Linked DNA regions of Oryctolagus cuniculus: region 2 is linked to region 1. The links are chromatin contacts, called in public Micro-C maps. All regions are on one chromosome and are shown on one strand. Each heading gives the region's core, a stretch centred on a gene start, on an enhancer-like site or on the middle of the called end of the contact. The rest is flanking DNA. Distances are from core to core; before and after follow the strand shown. Region 1 holds the start of PELP1 (proline, glutamate and leucine rich protein 1). Region 2 holds the start of BACC1 (BPTF associated chromatin complex component 1).

Region 1 (7,837 bases), core at 1,973-4,472:
CGCCGGCCGCAGTGCGCCAGCCGCGGCGGCCATTGGAGGGTGAACCAACGGCAAAGGAAGACCTTTCTCTCTCTCTCTCTCTCACTGTCCACTCTGCCTGTCAAAAAATAAAAAAATAAATAAATAAAGGCAAACAACCCAATAAGAAAATGGGTAGAACACATGAAAAGATAATTAAAAAGAAATATAAATATCTACTCAACATATGAGAAATTATTCCATGTCACTACTGGTTAGGGAATACAAAAGAAGAAAATCTGATTTTTCAACATTCAAATTGACAGAATTTAAAGAGATAAAGTTAGTACTGGGAAAGTATACAAAGAATGGAGCATTTTACACAGAAAATTAATAAGTAAGAGTGTAGATGGATTTCTACAGGTTCTAGAAAATAGGCGGGGTAAAGGGGCAGAGGGAGATGGCGTTGGCAGGGGAAGGGCTGAAGAAGCAGCCCACGGGATGCGGGCGTTTCGCCTCTGGTTGAGATACTGGTGTCCTTCAGCGGAGTGCCTGGGTGCAACGCCCGGCTCTCGCTCTGACTTCCAGCTCACACAGACCCTGGGAGGCAGCGGCGACTGCTCAAGTCACTGGGTTCCTGCCACCTGTGTAGGAGACCCAGGTTGAGTTCCTGGCTCCTGACTCTGGTCCTGGCCATTGTGAGCATTTGTGGAATGAACCAGTGTATGGGCTCACCCCATCGGTCTTTCTGCCTTTCAAAATAAGAGAAGAGAATAAAAAACTCTGAGGATGCCAGCATGTATCAATCACACAATGGGGAAGGAACTTTTTTTTTTTAAAGGGTATTTATTTGAAAGAGCAACAGAGAGACAGAGAGAGAAAGGGAGAGAACTTCCATTTGCTAGTTCACTCCCCAAATGACCCCAACAGCCGGGTTTGCCCTAGGCAGAAGATAAGAGCCTGGTTTTCCCCATGGGTCATGGGTCCCTGGGGCCCAAGCTCTTGGGCCATCTCCCACTGTCTTCCCAGGCCCACGAGTAGGGAGCTGGATCAGAAGCAGAGCAGCCGGGACTCAAACCGGTGCTCCCAAGAGAGATGCTGGATACACAAGCAGCCACTTAGCCTGGTGCACCACAGTCTCAGCCCGGGGCAGTTACTCTAGCAGAGTCCCCCGCCTGTGCAAAGGCCCTGTGGTCAGGATAGGCTTTGCTGGATGACAGAAAGAAGGCAGTGTGGCTCTAGGATAGAGGAAGGGAAAGGTACTGTGGTGTGCGTTGCATCGTGCAGGTTCTAGTAGGCCTACGTGGAGAGCTGGGATTTCATTCTTGCCACAGTTGGAAGCTGCTGACAGGCTCTAAGTGGGGAGCTACACTATTGATCCACATCTGAAAACACAGTGTGTGAGTTGCTGTGAGGACTAAGAAGGAGACGGAGAGCAATGCTCAGCCTTTTGTAAGGCCTGTTAAAAGATCCAGGTGAGAGAGAATGGTGGCTTGGACCAGAGGAGCACTGGAGAAGAAATGCAGAAAAACGCATCCCATTGGGTTGACGTATTTTGGAGGCAGAATGCTAGGACTTGAAGGATTAGAGAGATCAAAGATGACTCTCAGATTTGACTCTGATACACCAAGAGGTCTTAGCCTGGTCACCGCAGTGTCCGAGTTAGTGTAACACTGCACCAGCCCTGTTTGTAACCAAGAGTGCAGAACTGAGGCAAACAGAGGCAGCCCAGGCACAGGGGCAGAGAATCTGAAACCTAAGTGCAGACCCCCTGGAGCCTGTAGTTCAAAGGATGTCCCAGGAGAGCTTTTCCCGCTACAGTGTCCTCACAGGGCGCCAGAGACCCACCCACAAAGACCTCAGCCCATGCCGGGGTATACAATGTCTACCAAGCCTCCCCCTACACTCTCCTACACCTGCTGTAAAAGTTCTAGCCACTGACTTTTATGTGTGTGTTTTTGTTTTCCAGGAACTGTACCTTTCCTCCATCTCTTTCCCTGGCCACAAGTAAATAAAGCTTTCCCTTGAGCAACTTTAGTGTGAAGCTGATTATTTGGCTACACTCCAAGCAAGAGCCCCGTGTCCACCAACATTCAACAATAACTGTTAAATCATGGGGCATCCACTTCATTCCCTCCATGCAGCTTAAAAGGCCATTATAAAATATTTATTTATTATTTATTTGAAAGAGTTACACACAGAGAGAAGGAGAGGCAGAGAGAGAGAGAGAGAGAGAGAGAGAGAGGTCTTCCATCCGCTGGTTCACTCCCCAATTGGCCATAACTGCTGGAGCTGTGCTGATCCGAAGCCAGGAGCCAGGAGCCAGGAGCCAGGAGCTTCTTCCGGGTCTCCCACGCTGGTGCAGGGGCCCAAGGACTTGGGCCATCTTCCACTGCTTTCCCAGGCCATAGCAGAGAGCTGGATTAGAAGTGGAGCAGCCGGGTCTCAAACTGGCGCCCATATGGGATGCCCGCACTTCAGGCCAGGGCGTTAACCCGCTTCGCCACAGCGCCGGACCCTAAAAGGCCATTTAAAGGGAGCTGGTGCTTGTGGTGCAGCAGGTTAATCCTCTGCCTGGGGCCGTCCTCCCATATGGGCGCCTGGCAGCTCCTGGCTCCTGATCAGCTCAGCCCCGAGGGACTGAACCAGCGGATCAAGACCTCTCTCAGTCTCCCTCTCACTGTCTGTACCTCTAACCTCTCAAATAAATAAATAAATATATATATTAAAAAGGCATTTTAAGGACACCCACAATATAGGAAACGGGAAAAAAAAAAAAAAAACCCTCCAGAGCTTACTGTTTGGTAAACCAGGCTGTGGACGCGTTTGGGCACGGAGTTAGGAAAGCATTGGAGAAAAGGGAGTTTCTTTTTGATCTAGGCCCTTCAGTATTGCCTGAATTTGTTTCGGCAAGGCATGTATAAAATGTGTAATTTCTGAAGTTGCAGATGCCCGGGACCTCGGGCGAGCGGGTCAGTTCCTCAGACGCGGGTTACCGACTCCCTAGACAGTGTCCCGCGCCTAAGTTTAACGGAAACATTTCGGGCACAGGCGCCTTCCGTCCGGACCACGTGCCCCTTCTGCTCCGCGGGACCGCCCCCCGCCATCCGACACCCCCAAAACCCGACACCCGCCGCCCCGCCAGCCCGCCCCTCCGCCCCGCGCATGCTCTCTCGCAGCTGGCGCCGGGCATCCGCCTCCATGCACCAGTGCGCAGGACCACAGCCCCTTCCTCACGCCCCCTCCTCACGAGGCGTGCGTCGCGATGTGTTTGCGTCATCGCGCCACGCCACCACTCCAGCCCGGGAAAGATGGCGGCCGCCGTTCTCAGCGGGCCCTCTGCGGGCTCCCCGGCGGGGGTTCCCGGCGGGGCCGGGGGTCTCTCGGCGATGGGCTCCGGCCCGCGCCTTCGCCTGCTGCTGCTGGAGAGCGTTTCCGGGCTGCTGCAGCCGCGAACGGGGTCCACCGTTGCTCCTGTGCATCTTCCAGTCCGCTCCGCCCCGCATTTGCCCGGGCTCGTGTGCCTGTTGCGGCTGCATGGAACGGTGGGCGGGGCCCAGGTGAGTCGGTGGCCCGCGTGCCCGCGGGCCTGTGGGAAGGTTGACGAGGCACCTGTGCGCCGGGAATATGGTACACTGCAGCTGCCGTAGGGGCTGGAGGGGAGGCGAGCTGAGGGCAGAAAGCGGAGACAGCTGTCAGGCCGGACGAGATCCGCGTGTTTCTTCTCTTTTACCCGCTATGAGTTCTTGAGTTGCGGGCGGGTAAATGGGGCCGTAGTTGTCTGTTGCTAGGCTATTGCTAGGCACACAGGAGTGGATTCGATTCGGGGCCTGCTCACTCGCTAGCTTCCCCAGCCTCTTCTTCCTTTGGCGGTACCTGTTTGGGGTTGTTTTTAGGGGGGACTGGTTTAATGGACGTATTCAGCAAGTGTTTCCCCAGCCCTTACTCGGCGCGCCATTTACGGCCGTGATGGCGATGGACAAAACGCAGTGGAACACAGCGAGAACTGAATAGCAGGGGGGCTCTAAGCTAATCCGGAGACTTACAGAGATCTTCCGAAGGAGCTGGAGGTTAAGCTGAGACCCTTAGGATGAGCGGGGTTTGGGTAAGGAAAGAAAACGAGAGGGGCGGTCCCGTCGTGCGAGGAAACTTGGTGTGGGAAGGCCCCGCGGGTAGGAGGAAACTGGGAAGAAGGCGTTGGGGTGGGTAGGCAGTGGGCAGACAGAGCTTTGTCGGCCGGGTTGCAAGGTCGTTAAGGGCAGCATTTAGCATCCATTTAGTCCTGCCAGCCAGAAACCCGAGCATCATCCTAAGCACCTCCCCCCCCCCCCCAATCCCACGAGCAAGCTTCCCAGCCCTGTTGACTTTGTCCTCAGCAGTTTTCACATCGGTGCACCCCTTTCCGTGGCTTCCCCATCGTCCCCATCCTAGCGAGACCCACCGTCTTCTTGGCCAAGTGAAGGCACTCGTAAGGACAACATAAGGTGTTTAAGCCAGAAGAGGCGCGTCCTTAGTATTCTCTCCTTCCTTTATCCCCTCCCACTCACTTTCCTCCAAATACACACATAGACACGTGGTGAGCTCTTCCTTGTCCAGCTTTGTTCTTTTTTATTTAATTTTTTTAAGATTATTTATTTGAAAGGCAGAGTTACAGAGAGGCAGAGACAGAGAGAGAAGTCTTCCATCCACTGGTGCACTTCCCAAATAGCAGTAATGGCTGGAGCTGAGCCGATCTGACGCCAGGAGCCAGGAGCTTTCTCAGGGTCTCCCACTGGGTACAGGGGCGCCAGGACCTGGGCCATCCTCCAAGCTCTCCCAGGCCATAGCAGAGAGCTGGGTCGGAAGTGTGGAGCAGCTAGGACTAGAACTGGTGTCCACAGGGGACACCGGCATTGAAGGCGGGGGCCCCCCCAAGCCTTTCTTCTTGAGACCGTCCCAGCTGTATGCATCCCTCTAGGGTGAACTTAACCCCACTTTGCTGAGACATAACCTGGTGTGTTAGTCCTCACCATCACTGCACAGTAGGTGAGACAAAGCCCTGTCTGCCACCTCAGGCCGGTTTCAGAAGCAGTAGCTGATTAAGGATTCTCTCTTCTTTCTAAGTCCTCTCCCTCTAATTCATAAGCTTCCTTTTTCTCAGTTGTATTACGGTGGTGTTTTTTTTTTTTTCCTTATGTTTTTCCTATCTACAAACAGGCCCAGGCATATCTTTTCTTTCCTGAGCATTTGTGAACTGTTATCTGTCCTGCTTACAAATGTGTGATTTCTTTCATCTCTCTCTTTTTTTTTTAAGTATTTATTTATTTATTTGAAAGGCAGAGGTACAGAGAAGGAGAGGCAGAGGCGGAGAGAGAGATCTTCCGTCAGTCGGCCCACTGCCCACATGGCTGCAATGGCTGGGGCTGGAACTGGGCTAGGCCAAAGCCAGGAGCTTCAGCGAGGTCTCCCATGTGGGTGCAGGGGCCCAAGCACTTGGGCCATCTTCTGCTGCTTTCCTAGGTGCACCAGCAGGGAGCTGGATTGGAAGTGAAGCAGCTGAGGTGCCAGTGGCTTTACCCACTATGCCACAGCTCTGAACCTCTCTTTCAAGACTGCCAGGGCCGGTGCTGTGCACAGTAGGTTAATCCTCCGCCGGCCAGCATCCCATATGAGCACCAGTTCTAGTCCTGGCTGCTCCTCTTCTGTTCCAACTCTGCTATGGCCTGGAAAAGCTGTGGAAGATGCCCCAAGTCTTTGGGCCCTTGCACCCGCATGGAAGACCCAAAGAAGCTCCTGGCTCCTGGCTTCAGATCAGCTCAGCTGCAGCCATTGCAGCCATCTGGGGAGTGAACCAGCAGATGGAAGACCTCTCTCTCTCTCACTGTGTGTAATTCTACCTCTCAAGTAAATAAATAAATAAAATCTTAAAAAAAAAAAAAAAAAAAAAAGACTGTGCCTCTTCCCTTGATTCCAACTGAGTGACTTGACATCTTATTTCTTTTCCCTAAATTTCCCAAGTCTAGTAGAATTTTGAGTGGAGAAGCTAAGGGTAATACGAGAAACTAGGGTCCTCCTTTAATACTACATATGCCATATTTTTGCATACAGTCTGTGTTGAATTTTTTTCTATTTGTGCTTCTTATATTCGGTTCTTAATACATGGGTCTGTGTGGTGGGTTTGTTTGCTTTCCCGTAGTTTTTTTTTTTTTTTTTTTTTTTTTTTTTTTTTTTTTTTTTTTTTTTTTTTTTTAATTGAAAGGCAGAGAGAGAGAGAGATTCTCCCTCTGCTGGTTCACTCCCTGGTTACCTACAACAGTCTGGGCTAGGCTGGGCTGAAGCTGAGAGCCAGAACTCCATCCTGGTCTCCCATGGGGTGGCAGGAGCCCTCTGTAGCAGAATGTCATTGTCAGGAGGCTGGATTGGAAGCAGCGGCACTCCTGTATAGGATGGGGGCTTCCCAAGGGATGGCTTAACCTGTTGTGCCAACATGCCTGTCACTTAACAGATTTTTTTTTTTTTTTTTTTTTTTGACAGGCAGAGTGGATAGTGAGAGAGAGAGAGACAGAGAGAAAGGTCTTCCTTTTGCCGTTGGTTCACCCGCCAATGGCCGCCATGGCTGGCGCGCTGTGGCCGGCACACCGCACTGATCCGAAGGCAGGAGCCAGGTGCTTCTCCTGGTCTCCAATGGGGTGCAGGGCCCAAGCACTTGGGCCATCCTCCACTGCCTTCCCGGGCCACAGCAGAGAGCTGGCCTGGAAGAGGGGCAACCGGGACTAGAACCCAGTGTGCCGGCGCCGCTAGGTGGAGGATTAGCCTATTGAGCTGTGGCACCAGCTTTTTTTTTTAAGATTTATTTTATATATTTGAGAGGCAGAGTTACAAAGAGGGAGGGAGGGAGGGAGGGAGAGAGAGAGAGAGAGAGAGAGAGAGAGAGGTCTTTCATCCGCTGGTTCTCTCCCCAAATAGCGCCAGAGTTATTTTATATATTTGAGAGGCAGAGTTACAAAGGGAGAAAGAGAGAGAGGTCTTTCATCTGCTGGTTCTCTCCCCAAATGGCCACAGTGGCCAGAGCTGGGCCAATCTGAAGTCAGGAGCTTCTCCTGGGTCTCCAGTGTGGATGCAGGGGCCCAAGCACTCAGGCTATCTTCCACTACTTTCCCAGGCCATTAGCAGGGAGCCAGATTGGAAGAGGAGCAGCCAGGACTTGAACTGGTGCCCATATAGAATGCTGGCACCATAAGTGGAGGCTTAATCTGCTATGCCACAGTGTCAGCCCTATAACAGATTTTTAAAAATGTTTATTTATTTTCATCTACTTGAAAGGCAGAGCTCTTACTTCTCAACAGCCAGGACTGCTGGGCTATAGCCAAGAGCCCAGAATTCCATCCAGATCTTTCCTAAGTGGGAGGCAGGGGCCCAGACACCGGAGCCATTATTTGCTACATCCCAGGATGCATAAGGAAGCTGGATTGGAAGCGGAGGAGCTGGCACTCCAGTTGACATTGCAGTTTGGAATGTGGGCTTTGTGGGCATTGCAAGCAGCAGCTAAACCTGTTGTGCCACAATACTAGCCCTGTAGTTTAGCTGTTTTTTTGTTTTTTTTTTTTTTTTTAAGATTATTTATTTATTTATTTTTAACAGGTAGTTACAGTGAGAGGGAGAGACAGAGAGAAAAGTCTTCCTTCCGTTGGTTCACCCCCCAAATGGCTGCTATGGCCAGAGCTACACTGATCCGAAGCCAGGAGCCAGGTGCTTCTTCCTGGTTTCCCACGCCGGTGCAGGGGCCCAAGCACTTGGGCCATCCTCCACTGCCTTCCCGGGCCACAGCAGAGAGCTGGACTGGAAGAGGAGCAACCGGGACTAGAACCCCGTGCCCATATGGGATTCCGGCGCCGCAGGT
Region 2 (7,837 bases), core at 1,870-4,369, 200 kb after region 1:
TCCTCCATCTCTGACTTTCTAATAAGTAAATTAAAAAATGCAAACCAATATGCTACCTATTTTTAGACACTACAATTATAGGTCATTTATTTTGTTCTGGTCCTTTACCCTAACTAGTACTTTCCACAATTTTGTATTAAAAAATATAAAAACAAACAAGAAAAAGCACAACACTCAGTCACACATCAAATAAGGAGAAAAACTTTGCTATTTTTTTTACCATGCTCAAAAACAGCATCGTTGAAAAAGTAAGGTAGAGATATAGTTTGGTTTTGGAAATCTGTTTTAATAGTGTAAGATTTTATAAAATATTTAAAAGACACAATGTAGAAAATGGACATCAAACACATTAGAGTTATTGCCTTTATGTAGATGGAAGGAAAATTATGGAAAAGGGAATAAATGAATCACTAAATGAAATAGTGAGCTGTTCTAATAAAGTAATAAAATTCAAAGTCTTTGTATCATTAGCAAGTATACCCCAGCCTGGACTGAAGCAAATAAAATTGTAATTTTAAAATGAAAAAAATAAATTAATTAATTAAAAAAAACAAAACCTGTATGTACTAAGTTACTCTAGATGAAGACAGTATTTCTCCATTTGGTCTTTGGGGTCTCAGGACCAAATGGTCACTCAATTTTACTGTGGTCATTGTCCTCATAATAATGGATACAAGTTCACTAGAAAATTGTGTGCTCCAAGTCTCCCTAACCTTCCTGAAAAACTGGTACAAATCTGTCTCTACCAAGTATGCAAACGTTCCTTTAATATCTCATCCCCGACCTTACTCAACCTCTGACCCCTCCCTTTGCTTACAGCAGGGGGCAAGGAGACATTGCCGTGTACCTACCCCTACCTCTGGTGCAGACCGCAGGGCTGCTCACCCTCACAGCGTGCTCACGGGGTCTGCTGCTTTCCCTACCCCATCCTGAACTATACCGCACCCAAGTGTGATGCTAAAAACGCTAACAGTATCCTAAACGCGGCGTTCTAGCCACGACAGCACGCTGAGCCTCAGGAAGGGGCTCCGACCCCCTTTCTCTGCGCCAACACCTATGTTCAAGGGGGGAGGTGAGCAGAGCTGGGAATGGCCTCTCTCGAAGGGAATCCCTGTCTCACTTACCACTTCCCCTGCACAGATATCACCCGAAACTTAAGTGTCTGAGGGGAAAACTAGATGACTCCAACCCTCGGGTCACAACAGCCCGAATTCCCGAGCTCTGCCACCGTCAGTCTCTCTCCCGAAGCCTGGCTGCGGCTACTTCCTCGTCACGTGACGGCCAAAGTTGGTCACGTGGCGTGGCGGCGCCTACCATTCCAGCCTGGGGAGGGGGAGCCAAGACACGAGACTCCTGCTCTTGCAATATTTCCGAGCTACACGGGTCACGAAGGGACTCTGGAAAGGCTACTCAAGTTTCAGAGGCCTCCTTCTCGCGCCGAATTCCCTAGAGGACCCCGAGCGTCCACCGCCTGCCGCCCCCAGGAGGGTGGTTGAGGCCGGAGGCCACGCCCCCTAGGCCGTCCTCTGCCGCGGGAGCCCCGGAGCGCAGCTCGCTGGCCGCCGGCGCATCCAGGGCTTCTTACCGCCCCTCTGTTCGGCTTGCTCCTGGGCGATCTCCCGTTCCCGTCTCCATGGCGTCGCTCCTGTGCTGTGGGCCGAAGCTGGCCGCCTGCGGCATCGTCCTCAGCGCCTGGGGAGTGATCATGTTGGTGAGGGGGCTGCCCAGCGTGAATCGGTGGCGAGCCTGCGGGGCCGAAGGCTAGGCAACTCCGGGCCTGGGCCAGCAGCAGGCAGGATGGCGGGGCTGGTGCGAAACGAGACCGAACTGAGGCTGCAGAAGAGGGAACTGGAGCCTAGCGGGTGGTGGGACTGGAGCCTAGAATGGGAGCTGGGGTTGGGGTCCTGAGAGATGCTTGGGTCGAACGGAGGGTACAGGGCATAAGGGGTGCTCGTTCCCGAAGAGGGTAGCGGGCTCCACCCGCCCCCACTTCCAGAAGAAATGATTTGAAGAAGTGGCGGTCCTCCCTCACGTCTTCCGCCCTGTCCCGTGAGGGTGACGCTTCTGGGGAGGAGGACAATGTGGGTTCCTGGGAAAGCGCTTGTCCCATCACCCGTCTCGGCATCGCCACCGCACGCCCTGTTCCAGGCGGCTGAGTCCGAAGCCGGCAGCAGCCGCCCCTAATCCTGGTTCATTCTGGTCCATCCCAGGCCCAGGTGTTGTGGCAATATTAGAAATAGAAGGGGTTTAGGGGGTAACCAGGAAGTCAGGTGCCTGAGTCCTACAATCTACCCATTCCTTTTTTTTTTTTTTTTTTTTTTTTAAGATAATGCTCGGAATATTTTTCAATGTCCATTCTGCAGTGCTAATCGAGGACGTTCCCTTCACGGAGAAAGACTTTGAGTAAGTAGTCGGGTGGGGAGGTGGGCAGGTGGCTAAAGTCTGACTTAAGGGCGGGATGCTTGGGGGCGCTGGAGGAAGCAGCTGGCCAGCCGTGTAGGGGTCAGGCCTCAGCGGCCATCGTACGCCCAGCTCAGTCCCCCTCTGCAAAGCGGGCACTGTGGCACTCGCCCCGTAGGACTGACAGCGAGGCGCACAGGAACTGCGCCGTTGAGTGTTGGCTGCTATTAACGCTCGCCGTTTCTCTGCCTAATCCGCGCCTCCAGGAACGGCCCCCAGAACATATACAAGCTTTATGAGCAAGTCAGCTACAACTGCTTCATCGCCGCGGGCCTCTACCTCCTCCTGGGAGGCTTCTCTTTCTGCCAAGTCCGGCTCAATAAGCGCAAGGAATACATGGTGCGCTAGAGCAGGGTCCCTGCTGCCCTCGCCAGCCCCGTCCTCTATTTATAAGACTCTCCCCGGCCCAGGTCACTGGCGCGCTCTGCGGGACTGGGTGCCCCCCACCTCGGCCAGTCTTGAACCCCTGTCCGCCGGCCTCTGGCAGCCCCAGCGGAGGGAGCCTGGGTTGGCCGCCCCCTGGCTCCCCAGCCCTCCCAGCCTCGTCCCGTACCACAATAAAGAGAAGCTGCTCTCTTAAAACTTGTGTCTGTGCTTGCGTGAGGGGGCGGGCCGGAGGTCAGACTCAGACCGGGAACCCCGACCCCCGGGCGGAAATGGAATGGGGCTGACCGGAAGTGAGGCGACGCCTTCCACCACTCCTTCCCTCGGCGCGCCCGGGCGGCCCCAGTGACTGCGGTCGGTGAGGCGGGAACGGCAGGGCTTGGGCCAATCAGCGGCGGGGAGGGCGGGACTTCCTGCACGGAGCCCGGAGCGGCGCGGCAGCCAGGCTCCTTCCGTGGTCCCGGCTCGCGTGGCGGCGGCGGCGGCGGCGGCGGCAGCGTCTCCCTGAGGAGGTGCGCGGGGCCATGACGTCAGCGTCCACAAAGGTTCGACCTCCCTCGCGGACAGCGCTCCCTGGCGGCCACGGGCGGGCGGGTCCCCCGCTTGGCTCCCGGCTCTTCCGCCGCGGGCGGGGGGCGGGCGGGAGCCGAGCCGGGGTGGGGCTAGGGGCTCCGGGCGGGCCGGCGCGGGGGTGTGCGCCGGCCCCCTGTCATGCTGCCCCGCCCCCAGGTCGGGGAGATCTTCTCTGCGGCGGGCGCCGCCTTCACGAAGCTCGGGGAGCTGACGATGCAACTGCATCCCGTGGCCGACTCTTCTCCCGCGGGGTACGTGAGCCCGGGCTGGGACGTGGACGCTGAGGGCGGACGCTCGGACTCCACGCGGACGCGGACCCTCTCTAGCGCAGGGACAGCGGTTAGTTTCCCTGTGGCTGGCACAGCCGGAGCAGGTGTTAATAAGTGATCGTCGAGTGAGTGAGTGACAGATGCAGACAGGCCCCGCCCCGCACTACTTCCCCGTCGTACCCCCGCCACGACCACCCACTCCCGTTCCTCGGGCTGCTGCAGACTGCTAGGGTGCAGGTTGCGAGGCTTTCACGTTGATGGGAGAGAGAGGTGGTCCGAGGTGTCCCGATTTCCCGCAGCCGGGGGGTCCTCCAAGCTTTTCTTCTCCTTACAGAGGGCCTCTCTATGGATCCGTGACCGGGGCCCCAGAGACCGGGAGGCGGCGACTGGCCGGCTGTGGCCCCGCCAGCCGGCTCGCTCCACGCCTCTCCCCATTCTGCTGACCCCTCTCCCCTCCCGACAGAGCCAAGTGGACGGACACCGAGATAGAGATGCTGAGGGCTGCTGTGAAACGATTTGGGGACGATCTTAATCACATCAGCTGTGTCATCAAGGAACGGACCGTGTGAGGGAGGGAGGCGGGCAGAGAACGGGGGGCGGGCCCTTTTCCTCCCCTCACCCTTCCTTCCACCCTCATCACAAGTCCCTTGCAGCTCCGTGTCCTCCCTTGAGGACTGCAAACACACAAGGATGGTCACGTTGGTCAGACATCCCAAAAATGCCCTGGCAATGAGGGCCTTCCAAGAATCTGATTTCAGGTTGTCTGAGAGACACGATCACTGCATTTGACCCACAAGGTTCCCTGGGTAATCCGACAGATCTCTTGAGATTCTCCCACAGTGTTTCCAGGAATATTGCGGTTCTGAATATTGCTTGGGATCTATGAATAAGTCTCCATCTTACCTGGTGGCCCTCTGCAGCCACACCTCTCTCCCAGGAGAGACTCAGGAGGGGTGGGCCTTTCCCCGTACTCAATTCAGGGAGCCCACTCCTCACATCCATCCGCCCGGTGTGAGGGCAAAGCTGCAGGAAAAAGAACCCCACCAAAAATTCTTGCGAAGAGGCTCCCTCCTCCCCCACCCTCCCCACTTGGTGATCACTCCTTCCCTAACCGGCTGTCTTCTCTTCAGGGCTCAGATAAAGGCCACTGTGAAACGCAAGGTGTATGAAGACTCTGGCGTTGCGCTTCCAGCTGAGTCACCCAAGAAAGGGCCCAAGAAGGTGGCCTCTGGGGTCCTGTCGCCTCCCCCGGCTGCCCCCCCGCCCAGCAGCTGCAGCGTCCCTGACGCCGGGGCCCCCCCTGTAAAGAAACAGAAGTCCGGTGAGGGCGGTGGAGTCGCTGCCTCGGCGCGAGAGGTCCCATCTGAGGCTCAGTGAGAGAACTGGGCCTTGGGCGAAGCAAGACAGCTCTTCCGCTCCCTCTGGCTTCCTCTCCCCTGGGTGGGCAGAGGGGGAGGGGGTGGGGCGGATGGGGTGAGCACAGAACTCGGGGTGGTCGGGAACCTAGAGCCTAGCTTGTGCCCCCCTCGCAGACGTGACGCTCAGTGCTCTGAACGACTCGGACGCCAATAGCGACCTGGTGGATATTGAAGGGCTGGGAGAAACTCCTCCGGCCAAGAAACTCAACTTCCACCAGGGTAGGAGTCCCCCTCCTCCCACACCAGCTGGGGGCGGGGTAGGATCTCAGCAGGAGCCCTTCCCTGTGCACTCTGCCGGCCGGGCCGGGACACTGTCTCAGAGGCCTACTTGGGGCCCGCTCCATCTCGGTCTGTTCTCCTTCCTGTTCCAGACAGCCTGACCCTGGGTTCTGGCCGCCTAAAGACCTGCGCTGAAGCTCCTTTGCTCTCCTGCTGACCTCCCACCTCCGAGCCCTCTCACCGTTCGCCTGGACCTGTGGATCGCCTGGGACTCTGAGCGAGGCCTGCCCGAGAGAGGCGCAGAGGCTGCTGGGGCTGGCCGCCTGGCTGGTCCTGGACGAGCATCCGCCCCAAGCCCTTTGACCTCTGTCTGATGGACATTTTTATACAGAAAACAATAAAGATTTGTCTCTCAGCTTGGTGCTGTCGGGCTCACGTTATTAACAGGAGAGGGCCATTCCCTCTCCTGGCCTCGGCCCTCAGGGGCCCAGCCCCTCCCAGTAGCTCTCGCCACCCCGCCTGGAGCAGCACAGCCAATATTGGCAGACTCGCCTCCCGGTGCCAATATTTCTGTGCTGCTAGAGCCAGGGGAGCTGGGTGTAGGCAACAAAGACTCCACTTTGCTCTCTGGAGCCAGGACGTAGTCCCAGGGCCTCTGGCAGGCAGAAGTCCTGAAACTTCCCTGGGGATTTTAAAGGGCCTGTTTGCAGCGCATTCATCACTGCCCCCCCCCACACACACACACCCCACCACCACCACCACGTCATGAGAAGTTTATCACAAGGCCCCAGATGTTTTTTGAGTCACTTCTCCAGGGTGGCCTCCCAGGGCCAAGCCTCGGCGGTGCCTCCCCCACCCTCGCTCTAACACCACAGTGTGGTTTGGACGTGGCCACAGTGCCGTACAAACCACAGTGTGCTGCTGGGGCGGGAGCAGGATTCGGGTGGGTTGAGAGGAAGAAGACACAAGGCAGCGCTGTGAAGACCCCCATACCACCAACCTCCAAGAGCAGCGAGAGAAGTTTACAAGGCAAACATGGCCCCCAGAGATGATGGGGGCAAACCAGGCACAGGAGTTGGGACGGCAAATGGAAAGAGGGACACTCGTAGGATTGGAGCCATCTTCCCATTGTGGGAGCTCTGCTCAGGGGATCCCCAGGGTTGGGGCGGAGGCAACAGGGAATGACCAGGGACACCAACAGTCTGCCTCCGACTCAGCCAGGCCAGGGACCCGAGGCTTCCTGTGTCCATCCCTCCCTCCCCGGGTCAGAACCCAGGAGGAAACTAGAAGAGACTCGGGGCCAAGGACAGCAGGGTTGGGAGCTGGCAGTCCAGAGGTGGTGGGGCCGGAACACGGTTGGGAGAGGGGGGCCGGAAGTTGCCCTGGGCCCTGGGCCTGCCACAAGATGGAGGCCAAAGGCAGGAAATGGAGGCCAGGGGGAAAGGGGAGCAGCAGGGCCCAGGAAGAGGGCCATCTGGACCTGGGGGGCCAGCAACTCAGCCCCCAGTGCTGTTGCCAGTCCCCGGGGCCCCCCCGGGGCCCGAGCCCCAGCCCCACAACGCCACCCATCAGCCATCCACCAGGCCCAGGCAGGCGGGCCCACCCCAGAGAGCCACGTTTAAGCTGAGACAAACATGCCTCTCCCCACCCCCCACCCTAGGCCTTCCCTCAGCCTTTTTCTCCTGTCCAGGACTCGATTTTTAAAAAGCAACCCCCATCAAAGGATCAAAATCCCTTCTGCAAGTCAGAATCATCCCCTGTGGAACCCAAAAGTGATCAGCCCATATCCCATGCCACCCTTTACTGCCCCCCCGGCCGACACACCCCCCAAAACTCTTAGCAATCTAAAAGATCTAAGATGGTGTATGTAAGATATCTTTTTAGGCACCCGAAGATGCCGGACCACTCCCCAAAGACCCCTGCCTTCGCCACATCAAGCCCTGCCAAGGTCTTCTGCACCTCACCCCACCCTCCAGAGCCCCCAACTCACACAGCTGCCCCCGGCTCCCACCCTCGGCAGAGCCTTTGTGGGGGTGAGAGAGAAAGCAAACACTATCCTAACAGCTAGGATGTTGGGGGGCCCTACGGTCTCCGCCTTTGGTTTCCATCTTGGGGGCTGCAGCTTAGGGGTACAAGAGAAAGCCTCTCCGATCGTCCCCCCAATTCCCAAACTGACAAAGCCAACCCCACCCCAGCACGCACCTCCAAACCTCCCCCCAACCGCCACGTCTCTCCTGAAAACAGGGGACACTTTTTCCTCCCCACTTACCTCAGCTACTCTCCCCTGAGATCCTGGTCCCCTATTTTGAAAGGAGCAAAATTTGGGGTGCATCCCTCACATTTGGGGTGCAGGAGAAAGGAGCCGCCCCAGTCGCATCGCTGGCCTCCTTCCTCTCGGCTGGCTCAGGGACTGGGGAGTGCCCTGGGGAGGGGGGACCCCCACAAGACAGCTCTGGGGGGGTTCCTCCACTCCCAGTCAGAATTGGGGACACCCCCCCCAAAACCCGTCCCAGC

The links. A called contact is a pair of places that touch in the nucleus more often than the background predicts.
Region 2: a Micro-C map of ear pinna shows a contact between it and region 1, with 4 times the contacts expected there. The contact joins the promoter of BACC1 here to the promoter of PELP1 in region 1. A contact is called at or near these places in 3 of 6 Hi-C or Micro-C datasets (ear pinna, skin fibroblasts and an unstated tissue).

What each region holds. Positions count from the first base shown.
Region 1 is chr17:51,513,289-51,521,125 of mOryCun1.1, forward strand. It overlaps PELP1 (proline, glutamate and leucine rich protein 1), which reads left to right and starts at 3,223. Exons shown (of 17, transcript XM_002718821.5): 1 at 3,223-3,518. The coding sequence starts at 3,270.
Region 2 is chr17:51,717,871-51,725,707 of mOryCun1.1, forward strand. BACC1 (BPTF associated chromatin complex component 1) reads left to right here and starts at 3,120. Exons shown (of 6, transcript XM_017349026.3): 1 at 3,120-3,389; 2 at 3,574-3,668; 3 at 4,150-4,251; 4 at 4,817-5,007; 5 at 5,219-5,323; 6 at 5,480-5,738. The coding sequence starts at 3,369. The coding sequence ends at 5,484. It overlaps RNASEK (ribonuclease K), which reads left to right and starts at 1,326. Exons shown (of 3, transcript XM_008270821.4): 1 at 1,326-1,711; 2 at 2,327-2,403; 3 at 2,667-3,042. The coding sequence starts at 1,634. The coding sequence ends at 2,808. It overlaps ALOX12 (arachidonate 12-lipoxygenase, 12S type), which reads left to right. Exons shown (of 14, transcript XR_007911417.2): 14 at 1-1,269. It overlaps MIR195 (microRNA mir-195), which reads right to left and starts at 5,904; the gene lies at 5,841-5,904. It also overlaps MIR497 and LOC103351478.